Linked DNA regions of Mus musculus: regions 2 and 3 are each linked to region 1. A link is a contact called in public ChIA-PET and HiChIP or PLAC-seq data. All regions are on one chromosome and are shown on one strand. Each heading gives the region's core, a stretch centred on a gene start, on an enhancer-like site or on the middle of the called end of the contact. The rest is flanking DNA. Distances are from core to core; before and after follow the strand shown.

The links. HiChIP or PLAC-seq counts read pairs in DNA pulled down with a chosen protein or histone mark. ChIA-PET counts read pairs in DNA pulled down with a chosen protein or histone mark.
Region 2: a contact with region 1 is called in an RNA polymerase II ChIA-PET map of memory CD8 T cells, with 404 read pairs. The contact joins two enhancer-like sites. A contact is called at or near these places in 2 of 484 Hi-C or Micro-C datasets (Th1 cells and macrophages), 4 of 115 datasets of contacts at active chromatin or transcription factors (CD8 T cells, effector CD8 T cells, memory CD8 T cells and 1 more) and 2 of 9 other capture datasets (adipose tissue and liver).
Region 3: a CTCF HiChIP or PLAC-seq map of CD8 T cells shows a contact between it and region 1, with 7 read pairs. The contact joins two enhancer-like sites. A contact is called at or near these places in 2 of 39 promoter capture datasets (the 3T3-L1 cell line and embryonic stem cells), 1 of 15 datasets of contacts at CTCF or cohesin (CD8 T cells), 1 of 484 Hi-C or Micro-C datasets (nephron progenitors) and 1 of 115 datasets of contacts at active chromatin or transcription factors (CD8 T cells).

Annotation. Positions count from the first base shown.
Region 1 is chr7:74,528,038-74,531,161 of GRCm38.p6, reverse strand. All of the region lies in intron 1 of Slco3a1 (solute carrier organic anion transporter family, member 3a1), which reads left to right. Among named protein-coding and RNA genes, the nearest start is that of Slco3a1, 25 kb to the left of the region's middle. Within about 2 kb of position 1,586, at least 47 of the 459 cell types and tissues checked have an H3K27ac peak or open chromatin away from gene starts, as enhancers often do. A contact at or near this core is called in CD8 T cells, Th1 cells, memory CD8 T cells and 1 more, where this site is marked.
Region 2 is chr7:74,696,492-74,699,615 of GRCm38.p6, reverse strand. No RefSeq gene overlaps it. Among named protein-coding and RNA genes, the nearest start is that of Gm30459, 68 kb to the left of the region's middle. Within about 2 kb of position 1,450, at least 26 of the 459 cell types and tissues checked have an H3K27ac peak or open chromatin away from gene starts, as enhancers often do. A contact at or near this core is called in CD8 T cells, Th1 cells, memory CD8 T cells and 1 more, where this site is marked.
Region 3 is chr7:74,662,583-74,665,706 of GRCm38.p6, reverse strand. No RefSeq gene overlaps it. Among named protein-coding and RNA genes, the nearest start is that of Gm39037, 38 kb to the right of the region's middle. Within about 2 kb of position 1,681, at least 10 of the 459 cell types and tissues checked have an H3K27ac peak or open chromatin away from gene starts, as enhancers often do. A contact at or near this core is called in CD8 T cells, where this site is marked.

The sequences.
Region 1 (3,124 bases), core at 337-2,836:
TTCTTGTCCCTGAACTGGCGCCCACAATTGATGTCCTGCTTACCATGAACACTGTGATGAGCCTGGTTTCTGTCACCTTCTTTTTTTTTTTTTAAGCCTCTATCTGCATTTGCCACTTTGAAGCACATTAGTTACTATGGAAACACTGATGTGGTCTGTGGAGGTGAGGGTTAGAAACATCCAAAAGGCCAGTATAAAATCATTTTACTTAATGGTTTTAAATTTATACAGCACTTGGGGGAAATTATGAGTGTGTTTAAGAGAGCAGTGAACTCCTCCAGTTGTAGCTAGCATGATACATGTGCAATATTATATGTTGCAAATTGAGAAATAAAATGCGAAAGGGAAAGTCAGAGGATTTATATAATTCCAACTGCTGAGCACATTGATTTCTTTAGGATTTCCGGGATGTGGTCTGATTACTATAAATGCTTAGATGTCCTACCATAGGTGTTTTTCATTTAGGCAAAGGATCCATAGCAGTGGAGTCTCACAGGTAGGGAACCTAGAGAGATACAGTACAAAGACATCCATCCCCATTTTACCTGAGCTCACTCTCTCTCTGTGTGTGTGTGTGTGTGTGTGTGTGTGTGTGTGTGTGCGCGCGCGCGCATGCACGCATGTGCATTTAATTATGAGCATTTTCATATGTTGATGTATGTGACCACTGCCACAGTCCCTTTATAATCACACTCTTCCCCTGCTCCCTCACCCAGGGAACTGCTCCCCTTTTCTCCACCTCTCCCACGCCATCATTTTTAAGAATGGAATGGAAATGGAATCATTCATCGTGCAACCCTTTGAGATTGGTTTTCTTCACTCAGCACAAATCTCTTGAGATCCATCCAAGTTGTTGCATGTATTAATAATTCATCCCTCTTTATTGCTGAGTGATAGTTCTTGGTGCAGAAGTACTTTGGTTTGATACATCAGTCCCACCTAGAAAGACCCTGGGCCATGCTCATCATTTTAACCATTTTAACTAGCAGGAAGTGTTTGTGGGTATGGATGGGGCCCTCAGTACAGAGTAGGGAAGTACTGTGAGAAGTTCCAGTCTTCAGAGTTCTCGGCTGGGTTCTGCCCTGCAGCAGCAGGGCCAGTGTGATCTTAGAGAAAAGCCTGCTGGCGAGCAGGCTAACTGCATCCTGCACCAGGATGGAGCACCTGTGTTGTGGACAGAGTCTCCTTACAGAGGTGTCTAGAGAGCTCTAGACCTGTATGCATCTACACTGATCTTGTAAGTACTCACAAGGTGAGGAGTGGACAGTTACCTTTCTTGGAGAGCTAGCCTGTGACAAACGAGGACATGATACCAGCTACTTGGCCTGCTTGACCTAAAACCTTTGGAGGACGATCATTGAGATGTTGAAATTCACTGTGAAGCTGAAAACCAAAGACAGACTCTTCTTTAACCTCATTGGCTGGTTTTCATTTTGAAATATGTGTGCCACTTGGCAGAAAACGAAAGAGAAAAATCCCCAAGGTTGGGAAGCAATTAAAGCATTTAAATATCCAAGCCTTTCTCAGCCCCTCAGCCACAGGTCTATGCTTCCGGTTGGAGGCTAATCTGGAAGTGGGTTAAGCTGCCGGACCCAGAGACTTGCTACACAAAGCTGTCTTTTGCAGCCAGCAGACTGCATGCTCTTCCCTCCACCTCCACCCACAGAAAGGAAAGGCTTTGCACTGACATGGGTTATTTAAAAGCCACTCCAAAAAATCCCCGTGAGGGAGTGGAAGTTTTTAACACCAGAGACTCTCAGTCTATCAATGAGTTCACAGGCTTTCTAGGACTCTCTACTGAAGCTGACAGGATGTGACTGTCCCATGGCAAACAAAGAGCAAGCAGAGATGGTTGAGAAGGGAAATGGAAGCAACTTTGGGAACTTTTGAAACTCCCCCCTCCCCAGAAGCAACTTAAGTCATTATCTTGCAAAAATCCCTTGTTATCTTTGAACATTAGCCTGGAATGTCATACATAAGTGCAACCAGCTTTCCTGTCCTTCCCTGGCTAAGTTTAGTTTCACTCCCTTTGAACTTTAGTATATTTAAAAATAAATCCTTTCAAATATCTCAGATGTAAATGGTCCTTTCTAGAGAGTTTGGTTCTGATACAATAGATGGGACCAACCTTGTGTATAGGTAGCCTGCTACCCAAGGATGTTGTGTAACTGTCTTGAAGACTGTATGCTCAGACAGGGACAGGGGCCTGTGAACAGGGATCACCTCAGAAGACTAGAGTCCCCCTTACATGGGGAAATCCACCCACATGGGGGAGGGTCTGTGGGGATTGGTGGCCAGGGAGAGGACAGGAAGTTTATGTCCCTTCCTAAAACATGTTCTTGATAAGCAGGGACATCGAATGAGAGGGACTTGGGAACAAGCCATTCATACACTTTAAAGGATGTATTGTTGAAGCCCTGTGTTTGCTTCTCTCTGTGTTCAAAGATCTCCATTCAGGGGTAGCCAGCTGATGGCCTTTGGTAAATATTTGTTAGACCAGTGAATAGATGGTCAAGTGGAGAGCTCTGCGGTTTACTAACATGGTAATAGATTCAGGCCTTCTCTCTCCCACTCCCAGCTCTACCCTAGAGAAGCTTTCATTCACTGATCTTGATGGAAATGTGCCAGGAGAATTTTCTCTAAGCTGGTTGAATTGTGATCTGGAGGGCTCTGGGGTTCAGTCTGCAGACGATCCCAAGGAGCTGTGGCATCACCTTGCTGTATAAGAAGTTGGCAGGACTGCTCAGTTAGTGCCTGGGAAGAGGGCAGTCATGGCTGGGACAGCAGCCAGAGAGCAGGCAGGCACTATCCTGTGTAAGCAGAGAGGTAAGCTACAAGGTCTTCTGAAGGAGCCACTGGCTTCTGCCTTGTCCAGACTCCAGTTCTGTGTCAGATGATCTCAACCTCCCGAGATACCCACCCGACTTCTATACCTGGCAGTAAACAGCCCCGGGGTCCACTTACGCCAGGGATAGAAATGCTACTGTTTTGAAACCCATTTGTCCTTAGCTCGAAGAGAGAAATTTGGCACAGAGACACTATAATCTGCTTTATAATTTCTGTAGCAGCTGAGGTACCATGAGATGCCATGGACCCTAGGCTCGTTGGTAAAGCAGCATCGCAT
Region 2 (3,124 bases), core at 201-2,700, 170 kb before region 1:
CTGTTAAGAAGGACACATGCTCCACTATGTTCATAGCAGTCTTATTTATAATAGCCAGAAGCTGGAAAGAACCCAGATGTCCCTCAACAGAGGAATGGATACAGAAAATATGGTACATTTACACAATGGAGTACTATGCAGCTATTAAAACCAATTAATTTATGAAATTCTTAGACAAATGGGATGGATCTAGAGGATATCATCCTAAGTGAGGTAACCCAATCACAAAAGAACACACATGATATGCACTCACTGATAAGTGGATACCCAAGATACAATTTGCAAAACACATGAAACTCAAGAAGAAGGAAGTCCAAACTGTGGATACTTCGATCCTTCTTAGAAGGGGGAACAAAATACCCATGTAAGGAGTTACAGAGATAAAGTTTGGAGCAGAGACTGAAGGCATGACCATCCAGAGACTGCCCCACCTGGGGATCCATCCTATAAACAATCACCAAACTCAGACACTATTGCAGATGCCAACAAGAGCTTGCTGAAAGGAGCCTGATGTAGCTGTCTCCTGAGAGGCTCTGCCAGTGCCTGGCAAATACACAGTTATCCACTGGACAGAGCACAGGGTCCCCAGTGAAGGTGCTAGAGAAAGAACCCAAGGAGCTGAAGGGGTTTGCAGCCCCAAAGGAGAAACAACAATATGAACTAACCAGTACCCCCAGAACTCCCTGAGACTAAACCACCAATCAAAGAAATCACATGGTGGGACTCAGGGCTCCAGCTGCATAAGTAGCAGAAGATGGCCTAGTCATTCACCAATGGGAGGGGAGGCCCTTGGTCCTGTGAAAGTTCTATGCCCTAATATAGGGGAATGCCAGGGCCAGGAAGCAAAAGTGGGTGGGTTGGTGAGCAGGGGGACGGGGGAGGGGATAGGAAATATTCGGAGGGGAAACTAGGAAAGGGGATAACATTTGAAATGTAATAAAAGAAAATAATAAAAAAGAACAAAAAGTTAAAAAATATATTTATTTATTTTATTAATATGTGTGTGCCTGAGTATGTATATTTATATGTGTGTGTGTGTGTGTGTGTGCATGAGTGTGTGTGTGTGTGTGTGTGTGTGTGTGTGTGTGTGTATGTATGCATACTTGCCCTATATATGTAAGTGCCCTGAGTCTAGAAGAGAGCATTAGATCCTCTGAAACTCTAGTTATCACGCAGTTACATGATGTGGGTCCTGGAACTGAACCTGGGTCCACTATAAGAGCAGTAGATGCTCTTAACTGCTGAGCTGTCTCTGCAGCCCTCACCATTTCTTTCTTCATCCACCTTGATCCCCAAAGCACCTAAGCTTAGGATTGAGGAGTGGCTTCCTAGCATAATTTTCCATCACACTGTTCATTTTCAACCCTCCATTTGGCTCTAACACTGCCATTTGATTCTCTATATTAATCTCTCTGCCTGATCTGTAGCTTGGTTTCTTTTTCTTCCTGTTTGAGCTTGAAGAGAGTCATGGTCTCCTTCTGTCATAGACCCACAAATGACCTTGAAATGTTCAGCTCTCACCTAAACATCCATTGTTTCTGTCTGCTCCCCACACCACATTAGACATCAGCAAGTTATTTCTCCCATTATCAGTGAATGAGATCTCCTTCCCCTCCCTGTCCCTTGTCCCTTTCCCTCTCCCCCTCCCCCTCCCCCTTCCTCTCTTTCTTTCTCTTTCATTTTTTCACACAGCTCAGCCTCTGCACCTCGATAATCTTCCTCATCTTGAGGTTTCCCTTTTGCTTAAATTCATTATTCTGACAGTGTCTGTGCTCTTTTTCTAATCACTGTTGGCCGCACAGCTCCGATTTAAGAAGAGGGTCCACACTGATTGTTTCTGTCTGAGTTAGGGCCATGACTGCTGCCATCACGTTTTATAGGAACAGAAAATTTGGTCTCTAAGAAAGTGTACGCATACAATGCATCTTGCAAAGGGCAAACGTGCTAAGACAAGGCACCATTTAAGAACACAATTGGTGCTTTGGTAGGTGTTGTATGCAGCCCATTCTCTGGAGTTAATTAGCTCTTTATCTTCCTGGACTGACTATATTTCAGGTTCACCCAGTCTATATTTTTCTCAACCTTTGTTCCAGTTGTTCATTGCTTTGCTCTGTGTTATTTCATTGCTCCTGGCCAGTAATGTCAAGTCACAGAGTAAACTAGAAGAAAAAAACGATGGTGATTAGGATGGTTGCTATGGTAGCTTCCACTATTTTTGGAGCCTTCGAAGTATACAGTAGACCCTTTTCTAGTTTCTTTATATGTATTAATATGGAAGCTTCCCAGAAAAACCCAATGATAGGAGCATAGCTGGTATTCCAATATTACACTATAACAGAAGTACTGTGTTTAAATAGCTTATCCAAGTTGTACTGCTAAAGGGAAGTTGGATGTGAAAGAGGGGCACAAAGTTCCAAAAGAATTCACAGGTTTACGTGCATGAGATTGCTCTTGTCATATCAGAGGTCACAGCTCATACTGCAGCCTGTATCGGTGAGAGCAGATCCTAGCAAGAGTGACTGTGTCGAGTCTGGAGAGCAGCTGAAGAGATGGGAGAAAGTATAAAAGTCAAAAGGAACCAACTTTGTAGAGGAGAGAAAATATAACTGACGGTCAGCCAGGTGGGAACAACTGTTCTATACCTTGTCCCAAGAGGTAAAAGACTGGTCAGGATTGTCATAATTGTCATAATTTCCAATTGTGGTTTTATGACCTGTTATTTCTTCCTGTTTTCACAGAGCTCTCAGACTGGCAAGTGGCGACTGCAAGGCAAAGGAACAGACGCTCACAGTGAACTATGGAAGTGCATGTTGGTGCTAAATCATCCTAAACATTGTTCACAGCCTTGAGAGTCACAGAGTGAATGAGGGCTTCGGCAAGAGGGCTTGTTGTTACTTTTCTGCCATTTCAAATACTTAAAAGCCTGTCAGTAATAGGTTTCGAAAAGTGCGTATAAATAGTGGCCATTCTTAAATTGTCCCCCAATGTGGTTGTTCCAATAAAAAGGAGCACCATAGGCTTATAGGGAGTAGCTGTATTAGAAGGTGTGGCCTTGTTAGAGCAAGTCTGTTACTAGAGGTTGCCTTTGAATCCAAACCCAGGGTTTCTCTTTCTGCTGCCTGAT
Region 3 (3,124 bases), core at 432-2,931, 130 kb before region 1:
GAGAAAAGCACAAACAAACCCAAGTTGAAAACCATCTAAAATATCTGACCTCTGAAAGTGTAAAGGTAATGAGAAACAAGGAAAAGCAGACTGATTATATTGGATCAGACTAAAGAATACAGATGACTCACATATACTATAGCATCTCGGAGTGCAAAACAGAAAGCCATTAAACCTGGCAAACGTAAGTAGTTTAGAAAGTAGAACTGTAACAGTTTGAGTTTCTTCACTTTTACAAGTAGGCCAATTTTCCACAGTTGGGAAAGTGGGTAAATTCTTGGTAGTGCAAGGATTTTAAAACAAATATGATAGTTTAAAATTAAATTTTCTTCAGAAAGCACAGACAAAAGATCACTGTACAAGATCCCTTCTGAATCAGAACAATTGACAGCACCTTTCTGGCTACTTTCCATTTGGGAACATTCAGTCACAGACTAAAGAAGTTTTGCCTCTCTGCCTAATGATGGAGAAAACAATATCATGGTGGTGAACAATGGGTCCTGATTATAAAGATTACTACAAAGACACTGTATGTGTAACACACTCCCACTACTAAATAGACTCAATGACCTCCCACCTCATAGTAGGTTGAGTTGTTGAATGTTCCCTGTGCATCCATAAAACGAGAAATCATATCTTTTTCTGACGTTTCCAGTCTCACTTCCTGAAAAATTATGCACTGGTCATGATGAATAGCCACTGGCAAATACCATTTGGGACCATCCGAAGCTTCATTACACATTTGCCTAAAAAACAGCCTCTTTTGGTTAATATTTTTAATGCAGTTCTCAAATCCAGCTCCACTGGGATAGAGAATCAATACAGGCAACAAATGAACTCAGGAAACAAAGAAGATGAAGTATTATCACCAAGAATCAAGATCCAGGAAATGGTTTGCTTTGAGCTATTATCAGTTGCCATAAGATGCCAATCTCTACCATACAATTTACATTGAATGGTATTTATTAATAAACATATAAAAGCCTATTTAGTAAGCATTGGCAGCAGTAACCATCACCACCTTTTATCACAATGGTGTTGTTTTACTGACAATCATAATGTTCTCTACCTTTATCTCCACTACTACACATAAAGTGACTGAAATTCAGAAGGACTAAGTCATACCATCATTTGAGCCTCAAATACAGATTTCCTTCACTTTAGCCATCAAGCACTTCCAAAACTTAACATCGTTACTTCATAAGGAGTGGCACTTTTCTTGTATGAGCAACTCCACACAGATCTGACACCCATGGCAAAGCAAATGAGAGCCCAGAGAAGAGGCCATTATTTCAGCAAACCGTTAAAAACACAAGACAAAACCAAAGAAGACAAGTTAAACATTCAGTTGTTACTTAACTCTAATTGCCTCTGTTTTTCCATCTTAAAGTATGGTTCAAACCCATGTAAACATTGAACAGAAGTGATTTTTTTTCACCATGAGCCACCTGCTCAAGAGAATATCTTTCAGCTTTTTTTCTACCCTTGAATCAACATACATTGCTTTCCTTTAAAAAAAAAAAGAGTAACAAAAATGTATCTGTATGATATGCAAAAACAGACTCTCAAAAAAAAAAAAAAAAAAAAAAAGCCCAAACAGCAGTTTTGTTGTTTTCAACAGGAAACATTGAACCCAGTGAAGAAGGTGTCTGAGAAGCTGGGTAAGATGAGAGGCTCCAGTTCTGCAGACTGCATCACAGTGGTGGAGCACAGGGCAACCACAGAGGACTCAGAGGCACACTGGGTAACTCTGCCGTATACACAAATTAAGCATCACCCAAGTAACTGAAAATAAAAGATGCCACACTTGATCTATAGTACAAATATCCTTCAATACACATAACTTTTCATGCACAGAATTATCAACAGTATTGTATAAAATTATGATCAGGTTGTATATGTAAGGTCTATGTGAAACAAATTTCTTTTGGCCCTGACATGTCCCATATAAGGAGATATAAGCCAAGCATTCTAGATGTAAATCAAAGTTTAAAAAAACCTTTAAACTACATTTAAAATACATGTACATCCAAAATCTGAGGAACCAGCAATACCACTCCTTGGCATATACCCAAAAGGTGTTCCACATGCTCCATCATGTTCATAGCAGCTATATTTATAATATCCAGAAGCTAGAACAACCCAGATGTTCCTCAACAGAGGAATGGATACAGAAAATGTGGTATATTTACACAATGGTATATTTACACAACTCAGCTATTAAAAACAATGACTTCATGAAATTCTTAGGCAAATGGATGGAACTAGAAAATATCCTGAGTGAGGTAACCCAGTCACAAAAGAACACACATGGTATGCATTCACTGATAAGTGGATATTAACCCAAAACCCAGAATACCCAAGATACAATTCACAGACCACATGAAGCTCAAAAATAAGGAAGACCAAAGTGTGGCTGCTTCGGTCCTTCTTAGAAGGGGAAACAAAATACTCACAGGAGGAAATATGGTGATAAAGTGTGGAGCATAGACTGAAGGAAAGGCCATCCAGTGACTGTCCCACCTGGGGATCCACCCTATATACTGTCACCAAGCCCAGACACTATTGTGGATGCCAAGCAGTGCATGCTCACAGGAGACTGATATAGCTGTCTCCTGAGAGGCTCTGCCAGAGCCTGACAAATACAGAGGTGGATGCTCACAGCCAACCATTGGAATGAACATGGAGTCCCCAATGGAGGAATTAGAGAAAGGACTGAAGGAGCTGAAAGGGTTTGCAACCCCATAGGAAGAACATCAATATCAACCAACCAGATGCCCCAGAGCTCCCAGGGATGAAACCACCAACCAAAGAGTACACATGGAGGGACCCATCATAGCTCCAGCCACGTATGTAGTAGAAGATGGCATTGTCAGGCAACAATGAGAGAAGAGGCCATTGGTACAGTGAAGACTCGATGCCCCAATGTAGAGGAATGTCAGGGGATGGGGAGTGAAGCAGTATTGGGTGAGTAAACACCCTCATAGAAACAGGGGATGGGGGATGGGATAGGGGGTTTCCAGTTTGGAGGGAAACCAGGAAGGGGGATAATGTAAATAAAGGAAATATCCAATAAAAAAAATCAAGTGGCTATTGTCATAGCAAATAAATGACTAAATGTCAA